2 separate regions of the Salmo salar genome follow, and region 2 is linked to region 1. The links are chromatin contacts, called in public Hi-C maps. All regions are on one chromosome and are shown on one strand. The core of a region is the stretch at or near the end of the contact, and the rest is flanking DNA. Distances in the headings are between cores, read along the strand shown. Region 1 holds the start of LOC106608268 (zinc finger FYVE domain-containing protein 1). Region 2 holds the start of chac1 (ChaC, cation transport regulator homolog 1 (E. coli)).

What was found. A called contact is a pair of places that touch in the nucleus more often than the background predicts.
Region 2: a Hi-C map of gill shows a contact between it and region 1, with 3 times the contacts expected there. The contact joins the promoter of chac1 here to the promoter of LOC106608268 in region 1. A contact is called at or near these places in 2 of 3 Hi-C or Micro-C datasets (blood and gill).

Annotation. Positions count from the first base shown.
Region 1 is chrssa06:87,338,720-87,345,920 of Ssal_v3.1, forward strand. LOC106608268 (zinc finger FYVE domain-containing protein 1) reads right to left here and starts at 4,364. Exons shown (of 13, transcript XR_006770347.1): 1 at 3,113-4,364. It overlaps pigh (phosphatidylinositol glycan anchor biosynthesis, class H), which reads left to right and starts at 4,597. Exons shown (of 4, transcript NM_001140688.1): 1 at 4,597-5,000; 2 at 5,533-5,742; 3 at 6,041-6,124; 4 at 6,369-6,646. The coding sequence starts at 4,797. The coding sequence ends at 6,440.
Region 2 is chrssa06:87,550,474-87,557,674 of Ssal_v3.1, forward strand. It overlaps chac1 (ChaC, cation transport regulator homolog 1 (E. coli)), which reads right to left and starts at 2,723. Exons shown (of 3, transcript NM_001140335.1): 1 at 2,082-2,723; 2 at 1,900-1,935; 3 at 651-1,698. The coding sequence starts at 2,261. The coding sequence ends at 1,312.

The sequences.
Region 1 (7,201 bases), core at 3,114-5,613:
AGATCTGTTGTCTACTTCTATAGCCTGGTCCCAGATCTGTTGTCTCCTTCTATTGCCTGGTCCCAGATCTGTTGTCTACTTCTATAGCCTGGTCCCAGATCTGTTGTCTCCTTCTATTGCCTGGTCCCAGATCTGTAGTCTACTTCTATTGCCTGGTCCCAGATCTGTTGTCTACTTCTATAGCCTGGTCCCAGATCTGTTGTCTCCTTCTATAGCCTGGTCCCAGATCTGTTGTCTCCTTCTATAGCCTGGTCCCAGATCTGTTGTCTACTTCTATAGCCTGGTCCCAGATCTGTTGTCTCCTTCTATAACCTGGTCATAGATCTGTTGTCTCCTTCTATAGCCTGGTCCCAGATCTGTTGTCTCCTTCTATAGCCTGGTCATAGATCTGTTGTCTCCTTCTATAGTCTGGTCCCAGATCTGTTGTCTCCTTCTATAGCCTGGTCCCAGATCTGTTGTCTCCTTCTATAGCCTGGTCCTAGATCTGTTGTCTACTTCTATAGCCTGGTCCCAGATCTGTTGTCTACTTCTATAGCCTGGTCCTAGATCTGTTGTCTACTTCTATAGCCTGGTCCCAGATCTGTTGTCTACTTCTATAGCCTGGTCCCAGATCTGTTGTCTCCTTCTATAGCCTGATCCCAGATCTGTTGTCTACTTCTATTGCCTGGTCCCAGATCTGTTGTCTACTTCTATAGCCTGGTCCCAGATCTGTTGTCTACTTCTATAGCCTGGTCCCAGATCTGTTGTCTACTTCTATAGCCTGGTCCCAGATCTGTTGTCTACTTCTATAGCCTGGTCCCAGATCTGTTGTCTACTTCTATAGCCTGGTCCGAGATCTGTTGTATCCTTCTATAGCCTGGTCCCAGATCTGTTGTCTACTTCTATAGCCTGGTCCCAGATCTGTTGTCTCCTTCTATAGCCTGGTCCCAGATCTGTTGTCTCCTTCTATAGCCTGGTCCTAGATCATTGTCTACTTCTATAGCCTGGTCCCAGATCTGTTGTCTCCTTCAATAACCTGGTCCCAGATCTGTTGTCTACTTCTATAGTCTGGTCCCAGATCTGTTGTCTCCTTCTATAGCCTGGTCCCAGATCTGTTGTCTCCTTCTATAGCCTGGTCCCAGATCTGTTGTCTCCTTCTATAGCCTGGTCCCAGATCTGTTGTCTCCTTCTATAGCCTGGTCCCAGATCTGTTGTCTCCTTCTATAGCCTGGTCCCAGATCTGTTGTCTCCTTCTATAGCCTGGTCCTAGACCTGTTGTCTACTTCTATAGCCTGGTCCCAGATCTGTTGTCTACTTCTATAGCCTGGTCCTAGATCTGTTGTCTACTTCTATAGCCTGGTCCCAGATCTGTTGTCTACTTCTATAGCCTGGTTCTAGATCTGTTGTCTACTTCTATAGCCTGGTCCCAGATCTGTTGTCTCCTTCTATAGCCTGGTCCCAGATCTGTTGTCTACTTCTATAGCCTGGTCCCAGATCTGTTGTCTACTTCTATAGCCTGGTCCCAGATCTGTTGTCTACTTCTATAGCCTGGTCCCAGATCTGTTGTCTACTTCTATAGCCTGGTCCCAGATCTGTTGTCTACTTCTATAGCCTGGTCCCAGATCTGTTGTCTACTTCTATAGCCTGGTCCCAGATCTGTTGTCTACTTCTATAGCCTGGTCCCAGATCTGTTGTCTACTTCTATAGCCTGGTCCCAGATCTGTTGTCTACTTCTATAGCCTGGTCCCAGATCTGTTGTCTACTTCTATAGCCTGGTCCCAGATCTGTTGTCTACTTCTATAGCCTGGTCCCAGATCTGTTGTATCCTTCTATAGCCTGGTCCTAGATCTGTTGTCTACTTCTATAGCCTGGTCCCAGATCTGTTGTCTCCTTCTATAGCCTGGTCCCAGATCTGTTGTCTCCTTCTATAGCCTGGTCCTAGATCTGTTGTCTCCTTCTATAGCCTGGTCCCAGATCTGTTGTCTACTTCTATAGCCTGGTCCCAGATCTGTTGTCTCCTTCTATAGCCTGGTCCTAGATCTGTTGTCTCCTTCTATAGTCTGGTCCCAGATCTGTTGTCTCCTTCTATAGTCTGGTCCCAGATCTGTTGTCTACTTCTATAGCCTGGTCCTAGATCTGTTGTCTCCTTCTATAGTCTGGTCCCAGATCTGTTGTCTCCTTCTATAGCCTGGTCCCAGATCTGTTGTCTCCTTCTATAGCCTGGTCCCAGATCTGTTGTCTCCTTCTATAGCCTGGTCCTAGATCATTGTCTACTTCTATAGCCTGGTCCCAGATCTGTCGTCTACTTCTATAGCCTGGTCCCAGATCTGTCGTCTCCTTCTATAGCCTGGTCCCAGATCTGTTGTCTACTTCTATAGCCTGGTCCCAGATCTGTTGTCTCCTTCTATAGCCTGGTCCCAGATCTGTTGTCTCCTTCTATAGCCTGGTCCCAGATCTGTTGTCTCCTTCTATAGCCTGGTCCCAGATCTGTTGTCTCCTTCTATAGCCTGGTCCTAGATCTGTTGTCTCCTTCTATAGCCTGGTCCCAGATCTGTTGTCTCCTTCTATAGCCTGGTCCCAGATCTGTTGTCTCCTTCTATAGCCTGGTCCTAGATCTGTTGTCTACTTCTATAGCCTGGTCCCAGATCTGTTGTCTCCTTCTATAGCCTGGTCCCAGATCTGTTGTCTCCTTCTATAGTCTGGTCCCAGATCTGTTGTCTACTTCTATAGCCTGGTCCTAGATCTGTTGTCTACTTCAATAGCCTGGTCCCAGATCTGTTTGTGCGCTTACCAGCTCCATTGTTCATTGACATGTCAATGACTGACAAGGAGTTGGCATGATTGCACAAAGATTGAAACTCACACGATTATTGGTCTTCTTAACCAATATTTTCTTGGACAGCCGGCAGTCCATTTCATACAGATTGTCAAATTGCAAACTGCCTTATACCTATCATCCAATCTTTTCAGATATACACAAGTTCCTAGTGATTAGTGTCTACAGTTAGGGGGTTGATTAGTGTCTAGTTAGGGGGTTGAGTATGACTCTGTGGGGCCTGGTCAAAAATAAGTACACTATATAGGGAACAGGGTGTCATTTGGGATGCATACAAGCACACAATATGTCACTCACCTGCATCTCCTCCTTCTCATCCACCAGTAAGAAGCTGCACACCTTCTCCAGTTTTGCTTTCAGGGCCTCCATCTCCCCTCCATCCCCAGTATCCAGGCTACTATCCTGGGCTTTCACCGGAGGAGGGTAGGGGGTCACGGGGTGCTTCCTCTTGTTCACCCCGCTGTGGGTCCGCTTCTGGCAGTCCAAACAGAGGTTAATCTTACAGCCCTGGCAGCGCACCACTGCCCTCAGCCTTCCCCTGTTCACTCCAAATCCGCTGTTGTTCCCTTTACAGGAGTCACAGAAAGGAACGTGTCCAGAGGCGATGCGTTCCTGACGATGGAGCTCCAGCTCGCAGCGGACACACTGCAGGCTTCCGCACTCGTCGCATTCGAAGGCGTCGTCGTCTGAGCCGCCGCAGGCGTAGCTCTCCTGACACACCAGGATGGTGTTTATCCCCTTATCTACAGACGGACCTTGACCATTCATAATTAACACTTCGGTGTGGTATTGCTAACAAGTGCGCCTTTTATGCCGATAAATCTGTGCCTGAGGAACTGTTGCTGAAGAGTCGAAAACTATACTAGGATAACGAAACCAGACTGATGTAGAATATGTTTATGGCTATAGTCTATAAGGTGTTAAAGATTTAAATGTTTTCTTCTTTAGTACGTTATGGTAGTAGTCCCTGTTCTATACTCCCCAAAACACTTAGCAGATCACTTTGACAACAAATGACTCTAAGTTACAGATCTGTCCGTCTGTCAGCAAAACAATCACAACGATTTCCTACATACATGTCCGGACATGCAGCTAGCACCACCTGCAAGCAATCGATAGCTGTCAACCACCAAATAACATTGGCATTAGCTAACGTTAGTTAGCCTAGTGTTTGTTGTTGGCTAAGCCACTTTGAGAGTAGAAATTGACAACGGTGACTCTGTGCAAAAACAAATCTGCATATATATATAAAAAGAAAACACTTACATATTTGTCAGTTACTCTACATCAACTGAAACGACCCATCAACAAAAGCCTTCATCAAGCCAAAAAGATTCAGCTAGCTAGTTTGCCCAGATGTTTCCTAACCTAAACACAAAATAACTCAATACTCTTTTAATAAACAAACATGGTATGTAGTGTCAATCACAAAGATACCGTTGTATTTAAAAAAATATATAATAATATATATAATATATATATATCTTGTAAGGATAACTTCGCTGCCCAACAGCTTGATGTTGTTCACAGTTTCATCAGCTGATTGGCTTGTTTTCATCCAGAAGTCAAAGGTTAGAGACCGCGAAGCATCCTGGGAAATGTAGTATTACTCCTAAGAGTTGTTGTTTTGAATCGATTACATTCCCCACAATGCACCTCAAAGTTTGTAGCTTGCCAGTTAGGTCAAAGAGGTTTTCTCATCGATGTTGTCCTAGTTTTGTGCAATTAATAGTCAATACTGAGAGGAAGTGCATTCCCGGATTCATATATTTGCTGGCTTTGAAGTAAACTACTAGCGTATGAAAATATGTTAGTCATTGTTAATTTTGTTTCGTTTTTTTCAGTCTCCACATTGTTAGCTAGCTAGTAAGCTGTTTACTCACTGAAGACGTTAGAGCTAGCCTACATTAGTTAGACGATAGCTAACGTTAGCTAGACATCACTCCATTTCCAGCTATTGATATTCAGTAATTCAGAGTTTATGCAGAACGGTGACCAGCATTACAGCATGGAAGATGAAACCTACACGGACATCGACGGCAAGGCCATCTCTCTGGAGTGTCAAAGTCACTCGGGTTTCTGCAGGGAGTTCACGGTTAGCTCGGCTAAAGTCTCCATAGGCAGAGTGATGGCTTACACTTGCGCCGTCTGGCTATCGGCCTACATCATATTCTTCGTCACTGAGGTAAGGAGACTAGGGATGAGTCCCAAATGGCACCCTATTCGCTATACAGTGTAATAGTTTTGACCATGGCCCATGGGGCTCTCGTGAAATGTAGTGCACTATATAGGGTAAAGGGTTCCATTTGGGACTCCCACCAGATACCCACTGGCACCTGCGTCAGTGGTCAACAATCCAGTTCCTGGAAGCTACTGGGTGTGCAGGATTTTGTTCCGGCCTGACACTAACACATCTGATTCAACCAACTGCTCATCAGGTGTTGTGTGGTTGTATCAGGTGTGTTAGTGCAGGTCTAGAACAAAAGCGTGTCCCTATAGTGCTTTAGGGCCAGTGTCGGTAACCTACTAAGCTAGATTAATCATTTAACAATATAGCCTACACCTAATAACTAAGTATTATTGTTGTTGTGGCTGTTGTGGTTCAATCAGTTCAATGCTGGTCTCTTCTCAAAGTCGCTGTATGTGGCGCACCCTGAGTCTACAGAGAAATTATTTATATTTTTTACTTCAATGCCAGTCTCTTCATCTCTCTCCAGAACACAGCCGTTCTCTCCAGTGCCATAATCATCACCCTGGTCGGTATGATGGTTCACATCCACTTTGTGAAGGTGGACCATGAGACGCTGCTCATCATTGGTTCCCTGGGTGTCCAGGTGTCTTCTAGCTACGCCTCCGGCAGGGAGTCTACAGACTTCATAGAGATGGGGAAGATCAAAGACATAGTGATTAATGAAGCTATTCACATGGTGAGGAAAATCAAAGACATAGTAATTAATGAAGCTATTCACATGGTGAGGAAATAGGATACTGAGCTGTTTGTGTCATCTAGCCAATGAAGGTACATTTCCACAGTTGATTTGATCGTCACTAAAGTCGTTGACTGCTTCTCGTTCAGATGAATCTAGATGGATCCTGCTATGACTTATCTTAACCGTTGATGATTGGCAGGACAGCTAACAATGAAAGTCGCTTTGGATAAAAGATTCTGATAAATGGTATATACAGTATTATTATATTTTATTTTAAATGCCCATTTTTTTCCAGCAAACAGTCATCTACTACCTTTGCATCCTGTTGAAGGACCCCTCAGATCCAGAGGCAGTGTCTAGCGTGGTCCCGCTCTTTCAGGTGAGCTTCGGGATCATTATTCATCAAACATACTGTTTAAAATGCATGTCTGTATCTAACTAAATCAAATCAAGCTTTATTTATACATCACATTTCAGACGTGTGAAATGTCCTGTGTGCTTCACAGGAAAAAAAGTAATAAAATAAAACCTTTGGATCTGATGTAGTTTTACCCTGCGTTGAAGCCTTTCTCACCTCTATATTCACCTGTCTAATTATAGTCTACCTTTCATTCCTCTTTCAGAGCTCAAAACCAAGGCTGAACTGCCTGGTCAAAGTGTACAAGAGCTGCCAGGAGATTCTAGCTAAGTGCTGATGGTGATAATGTCATCCTGGTCACCAGGCATCTGGGTGAACCACATTGACGTCATGTTGGAAAAGCACAGTCGCTGACATCACTGCATACCAATGCTTCAAACCACTGACTTCACCGCATACCAAGTCATGCAACATGTTTTGAATATTTCTCTGATTATGTTATCAATTCTCAATGGAAAGAAAAACTGATGATACACCTGTCAAATTATTGTTTTATCTACTTTTATCTTTTTAATTATTATTTTCAAGTTATTTTCCACACACCAGTTTTTAGTGACGCAAGACAGGATCCATTAGGTGATCCCACTAAAATATACTATACTCTTAAGATTCTCAGTAAGAGAGTAGTTTATGAATGTAAGTCCTTATTTGGTGTTACCTAATGTTATTTACTTCTATGTCGTAGAATTTGATACATCTACTTGAACAGTGTTTACCTGTAACTATGTCCCTACTTGATAAGCTCGATAACTTAAGGATTTCCTGTTGGAACTATGAATTTAGAAATAACCTCTTTTTTCCTTAGATGCAAATTTTTATATTATTATATATTTACAGATATTGTATTCCATTTGAAGAGTTAATAGTATTTATCATGTAATTTAAATAAGAATTTGTTCTTAAAACTGACTTGCCTAGTTAAATAAAATAAAAATGTAATAAATTACTGTCACTAGCCGCTATTCTTTCCATCGCCAGTAGAGGGCAGGACCTACCACCTTTAACTCGGAACAGAACCACGTCCACCTGTCCCCATCG
Region 2 (7,201 bases), core at 1,473-3,972, 210 kb after region 1:
CAATTTTACATCTTCTGCCTCCTTCCGTTATGGCAATTCTTCTAAAGAGAGAATTAATTTATCTAAAGTGTTCTAGAAACCGTATGAGGTTCCCTCTATGTTCTGTTAATGTTCTACTGGAGTATTGGCTTCAGGTGTTGTTGTGTCTCCATGTCCTTCCGGATGCTTTTTTTTTACCTATCAGAGAGCTGCAGATTCCAACCACAGGACTTCCAGGGAGCCACCGTCACCCCCGGTAACAGGTTACGCAAGACTGGACCTATAGTCTGATTTGTGTCACACCCAAAAGGACATGTGCCAGCCAATGGGAGCACTGTGTGTTGTACTCTGAAGTGTGTTCTGGTGAGATGTTTGGGAGTGCTCTGTGTAAGTATGCATTTGGTTGACACCTTGTCATGAGTACTGTATGTTCCCTCAGTCAACATTCAGCAGGGTGTAGTTCATGTTTATCCAAACATGGAGCCAATGGGTTTCTCACCTCAACTTGTCGTATTTCAGTCTACTGCAGTGGTTGTATAGGAGTGCTGGTACAGCCACATACCAAGTTGAGATGACACTATGGTTGGTGGAAGACAGTTCTTTTTGGGTAGATCGGCACACTGCCTACTTACAGCTATGGACCATGATTAGGAATGAAAACATAACAAAGGCTGTTTTGACCATTTATTGGTGCGATCTGTTAATCGACTGGATTTAACTTCACTAAAAGCAACCTTTTACAACAAAGGTGTAACATATCAGCCAGTTGGTAAATGAGTGACTATAGTTCAAATGACAGTAGCTACATCAGTATTTCATTCATGGACATGAAATTGACAACCATTAAAGCAGTGTCCCATTTAAGACTGAAAAATACAGTAGTGCCTAAACCAGAACTGAACAGATAGAACCGTTTGGTCAGTGACATCTAGTACATAGATTCCCCTAAGTTGTCTGGCTTGACAAAGTAACTTCACACCAACGTAATATTCATGCTCGGGTAAAAAAAAAAATGAATAATGAGGCAGGCAGGCTCAACTCAAAGTGCATGCTTCCCTTTGTACCTCTTCAAGTCAGTCCTTTATGGCCTCAGGTTAACAGTGGATGGGATAAGACAAGCTACACCATTACAGGTTTTACAAATACAAAGGACTGGAGCACATCCGTTTCTAGGAGTTTAGAGACGGACTGGGCTAGCCTGTTACAGATAACACATTTACACTAAGGATATATCCCAAATGGCACCCTATTCCCTACATCAGGCACTAATTCACCATATGTACTAGGGTACCTATAGGAGCCCTAATGGTAGTATAGATGGAAGGGTACGGTCTACTGGGCCCCTAGCAGGTATGGCACTAGGGCCAGAGCAGCAGCCTCGATGGAGAACAGGTGTGGGTCGTCCACGTGAGGGCAGCGCCTCCTCATGAACTCAGCCAGGCGGAGAAGGTACTCCAGATTGTGACCCGTCTTGCCCTGCCTGGTGGCAATCTGGTGCCCTATCACCTCAGGGCTGGCGGGCCCCAGGTAGAGTGGGTTGTCTGGGGTAGCAATGTAGAGGAGAGCCTGTCGGGTCTGGTTCGATTGGTCATCCTCGGGGATGAAGTCAACGAGCTTGGTGACGTAACCGCCGCACACGGCCTCGCGCACATTCAAATACTTAAGGGCCTCCTCGACCTGGGAACCGGTCACCTCGAAGGCCACGCCCCAGGTAGTTGCCTATTGGAAGCAAAACATCATTAGACACTTCATTCAAGCTGACATTTTGTCTAGAAGAACAGCTAGAGATGTCTGTTAGACAGGTCATTCAAAGAAGTGGATACTTTGCATTAATAAATATGGAAATGAGTGATAAGGTTTTGAGTTGTATGGAAAGTACATAACCCTAAAAGGCATCATTTAGGAGGAAGTTCCACTTACGTCATCATCCTCAATCAGCGTCACCACTCTTCCGGGCTACGTAGGAGAGAAAAATAGGTCAGCAACAACATAGACTAAAGCAATAGTTAACCATGTAGCACAGCGGCCACATCAGGGCGTGGTATCAAACTGTACACGAAACAATACTTTATGGTCATAGTAAATATTGATATTCATCTTACTAGGTCATCATTTCCACGATGGAAGTTGTCTCCGTGCCAGAAGCGTCTCTTGTAGCCATGGATGTAGCCTACCTTGCTACTCTTGTATTTGAAGTCAGGCTTCCACACCAGAGAGCCGTACCCGAAGATCCACAGACTAGTCAGGCTGGTCTTACCGGCGATGATATCTTTAGGCTTCATTTTGGTCGGGAACTAATTGATTTTCAAATGAAGCGACGGTAAAAAAAAATATATATATAATTGAAGAATAATTGGGTTGATGATTCAATTTATTAGCTAACTAGGTAATGTTAGCTTCCTTCGATCAAGGAGGAGCGGTATCGGTTGGCTCACAGTGATACCGCGGACGGTATTTGAGCCCAACTGCTTGGCAGTTGTGAAGATGGAGTATCGGAGTCCGTTTTGCCTTGCACGATGCATGCCGATGCATTAGTTTCGCCGCATACTGACTTAAAAATCCATAGTAGCCGCTTGGCTAGCTTTTCGTATCAAAATAAAACAGGCAAAAACCGTTTGGCTAGCTATCCAAGCCAGCCGGTAGTTTACGACGAACCGAGAATTTATTTATAAAAACCGTTTTAAAAAATAAAAAAAGGAGTTGTTCTTGAGGTTTCTTCGGAGAAAGCTTTACCCTCAGTCGTGTAGTCGTTCTCTCGCTAGCAAATGGCGTATTCTCACGGAAGCTTTATAGCCAAGAGTCTAAATGTGTTTGACAACAGGACTACGTTTTCAACCAATTATATCTCAGAGAGGCTGATTTTCACGAGCTGGTAGCGAATCAGAGATGCGTGTCCCAAATACGTAGGGAATTCGCAAACCATGCTCAAATTCTATTGGCGTTGAGGCTAAAATTAAAACACGCCCATGCCTTGCAGCGATTAGCTTGTAAAGCATCAATCATAACAGACTAACCTCTGATTGGGTACTTTTATACTGTCACTCCAGACAACTATGCATCTCATTATCCATGACTGGCTGATGCAATTTACTTCAGCGTTTCAGGCCAGTCAATAGCCCGAGACATTGCATCAGATTCATAGTAGATAACAAGCCTCTCAAATTGGGGGAGTTGAACAATCTTATCTTTTAACATGGAAAATATACTAATAAAGTCAAGTGGACAAATAGTGAAAGGTCAATGAAGGTTTAGGCCTAAATTAGATTTTGAATGATTGGAGGCCTATCCCTAGAAAATAAGGAATGAGCCAAATCAGAGTGTTCTTGAGGGACTTGTTTGGATCGTGTTTATGGTAGCCTATACATGCATGCAATTCGGCCTACGTTTGTCTGTGTCTGGGTATGCATTCGCAGATGTGTGTGTGTGTGCGACGGAGCGTGTGTGTGTGATTGAGGATGGGGAGGGGGGTTTATTAATGTGCCTGTGACATCAGAGTGCGCTTCCTCTGCGTCATACATGTTGGTTTACACCGGGGCCATGGTGCAGTACTGTAACCTAGCCTACTGTATACTCAACTCAAATATCCAATGGCACGAACCAAGGCCAACACCACGTACTGTATCCTCCTTCCCTCTTTCCTCTTTCACTCAGCTAGCTGTAAAAGCCACGTGCACTCCAATTATATAAGTCTATGGTGCACTCTAGGCTGTGGGCTAGACATTGTTCAAATCTGCCTAGACAAGTAGCCTATAGGTCTACTGTAATATACAGGATGTGCCTTCCTTCACACTGTACTGTACTTCACTGCTGCAAGCACCATGAAACTGATGAGAATAACTGTCTGGACGAGCTCCAGACTAGCTTAAATTAAACAAAAGCCATGTTAGTTACTATAGTCGATCCATGAGTTGTATCAAGCAGGAGAATCTTAATACAAGATTATATATAAATAGCTTGGCATTAGCTTGTATGATACGATTCAGACCTCTGTGTCAGCTGTTTATTATAAGTCTACTGTGTACAAGCCTTTCCTCTGCAGAGATTTACACCGAGTGGACAAAACATTAAGGACACCTGCTCTTTCCGTGACATAGACTGACCAGGTGAATCCAGGTGAAAGCTATGATCCCTCATTGATGTCACTTGTTAAATCCACTTCACTCAGTGTAGATGAAGGGGAGGAGACAGGTTAAAGAAGGATTTTAAAGCATTGAGACAATTGAGACATGCATTGCGTATGTCTGCCATTCAGAAGGTGAATGGGCAAGACAGAAGATTTAAATGACTTTGAACGGGGTATGGTAGTAGGTGCCTGTTTGTGTCAAGAACTCCAACGCTGCTAGGTTTTTTACACTCAACAGTTTTCTGTGTGTATCCAAGAATGGTCCACCACCCAAAGGACATCCGGCCAACTTGACACAACTGTGGGAAGCATTGGAGTCAATATGGGCCAGCATCCACGTGGAATGCTTTCGACACCTCGTTTTGTACAGTCAATGTAAATCTCCTATCACACCAGCCATGCCTTTCAAGGATTGAGTCAGATCCATCCACTTCCTCTCAATGTACTGTATTAAGCCTAGTTCAGGGCTGTTTTGCCGCATTCGGTCTTCACAAAGGTCCGCACTTTAAATTGATTATATTTTCACGGCAACAAAATAGTCCATCGCCTGACTGTCTAGCTTTCATTGACTGTCATCATGCTGGACAGAGTGAACAGACTGTAAATGTAGGTTCATTGTAATTTCTACAACATTTTGATTGGGTTTTAGTCCTTTCAATGTCGATTGAGATTGTTCCCCCCCAATTATGTTTCTAAAAAGAGCCCAGGCCTTGTTCAAGTTCACATAATAATGCCAACCTGATGAACCAATGAAGGAATATTAAATAAATATTCATTGAATATTTATTGATTCAATTATTTTCTTAGTGTTTCAGATACGTGTAGTGCATTCGGAAAGTATTCAGACCCCTTGACTTTTTCCACATTTTGTTACATTACAGCCTTTCTCTAAAATTGATTAAATAGTTTTCCCCCCCATCAATCTACACACAATACCTCATAAGCAAAAACTGGTTTTTAGAAAATGTTTGCAAATGTATAAAAAATAAACAACTGAACTATCACATTTACATAATTATTCAGACCCTTTATTCAGTACTTTGTTGAAGCAGCATTGGCAGCGATTACAGCCTTGAGTCTTTTTTCTCCCATTCTTCTCTGCAGATCCTCTCAAGCTCTGTCAGGTTGGATGAGGAGATGTTCGATCAGGTTAAAGTCCGGCCTCTGGCTGGGCCACTCAAGGGCATTCAGAGACTTATCCCGAAGCCACTTTGTTCCGTTCATCTTTTCCTCGATCCTGACTAGTCTCCCAGTCCCTGCCGCTGAAAAACATCACCACAACATGATGCTGCCACCACCATGCTTCACCGTAGGGATGGCGCCAGGTTTCCTCCAGTTGTGACAATTGGCATTCAGGCCAAAGATTGCAATCTTGGTTTCATCCAACCAGAGAATCTTTTTTCTCATGTTCTGAGAGTCTTTAGGTGCCTTTTGGCAAACTCCAAGCGGGCTGTCATGTGCCTTTTACTGAGGAGTGGCTTCCGTCTGGCCACTCTACCATAAAGGCCTGATTGGTGGAGTGCTGCAGAGATGGTTGTCCATCTGGAAGGTTCTCCCATGTCCACAGAGGAACTCTGGAGCTCTGTCAGCGTGACCAATGGGTTCTTGGTCACCTCCCTGACCAAGGCCCTTCTCCCCCGATTGCTAAGTTTGGCCGTGCGGCCAGCTCTAGGAAGAGTCTTGGTGGTTCCGAACTTCTTCCATTTAAGAATGATGGAGGCCACTGCGTTCTTGGGGACCTTCACTGCTGCAGACATTTTTTGGTACCCTTCCCCAGATATGTGCCTCGACACAATCCTGTCTCGGAGCTCTACGGACAATTCATTCGAACTCATGGCTTGGTTTTTGCTCTGGAATGCACTGTCAACTGTGGGACCTTATATAGACAGGTGTGTGCCTTTCCACATCATGTCCAATCAATTTAATGTACCACAGGTGGACTCCAATCAAGCTGTAGAAACATCTGAAGGATGATCAATGGAAATAGGATGTACCTGCGCTCATAGCAAAGGGTCTGAATACTTATGTAAATTAGGTATTTCTGTTTAAAAAATATATATAAAATAGCAAAAATGTCTAAAAACCTGTTTTTGTTTTGTCTTTATGGGGTATTGTGTGTAGAATGAAGAGGGGAAAAATGTATTTAATCCATTTTAGAATAATGCTGTAACGTAGCAAAATGTGGAAAAGGGGAAGGGGTCTGAATACTTTCTGAATGCACTGTAAATGTGAATTTCTCCCTCTTAATCCCACTATAGTGTTGTTATTCAGTTAAGTTGATAAGGGCCAGGAACACTGATGTAAACCTGAAAGCTGAAGGACAGAGAGACACATGGCAGAGAGAGAGAGTGAGTTTCTCTTGTCAGTAGAATACACTGTTACTCATGACTTGGAAAAGTTAACCAAAGCAACACAAGGTACCTTGAGGTCATCAAGCCCTGGTTAGAACAATTCCCATTGGTAGGCCTATTTCCATGTTTATCAGTCATTGGAGATTTGTAACATATTGTAATCTGCAATGCTGACGTATGGACATAAAGCATTCCCTATTGCTGGCCTACTTTAAGAGCAAAGTCAAGCAACACTTGACCACTCTAAACCAGGAAAGGCTACGATTGCTGTCTCCTTTAGGATCTGTCCTGGGTCAAGGTCAGGGGTCAGTGGGACAGAGCAGAGCAATGTAGGGGGTACAGGACCAAAAGTGGGCACGAATCCAGGTGGACCCTACCTCACATGCACATCCCTGAACAGTATGGTATTTCTCCATAGTATTTTTTTAAAAGACAACAGTTGCTGTCTCGTTTAGGGGTCTGGTCTGACCAAAACATTCCTTGCTGCTTCACGGTCTTGGGTTAGTAGGACAGCACCAAGTGGCATAGGATCCAGATGGCCTCAACTCACTGACATTGCCAACTACTTTAATTCGTTTTTCATTGGCAAGATAAGCAAACATAGGGATGACATGCCAGCAACAAACGCTGACACTACACATCCAAGTATATCTGACCAAATCATGAAAGACAAGAATTGTAATTTTGAATTCCGTAAAGTCAGTGTGGAAGAGGTGAAAAAATTATTGAGGTCATTCCGCTACCCAAG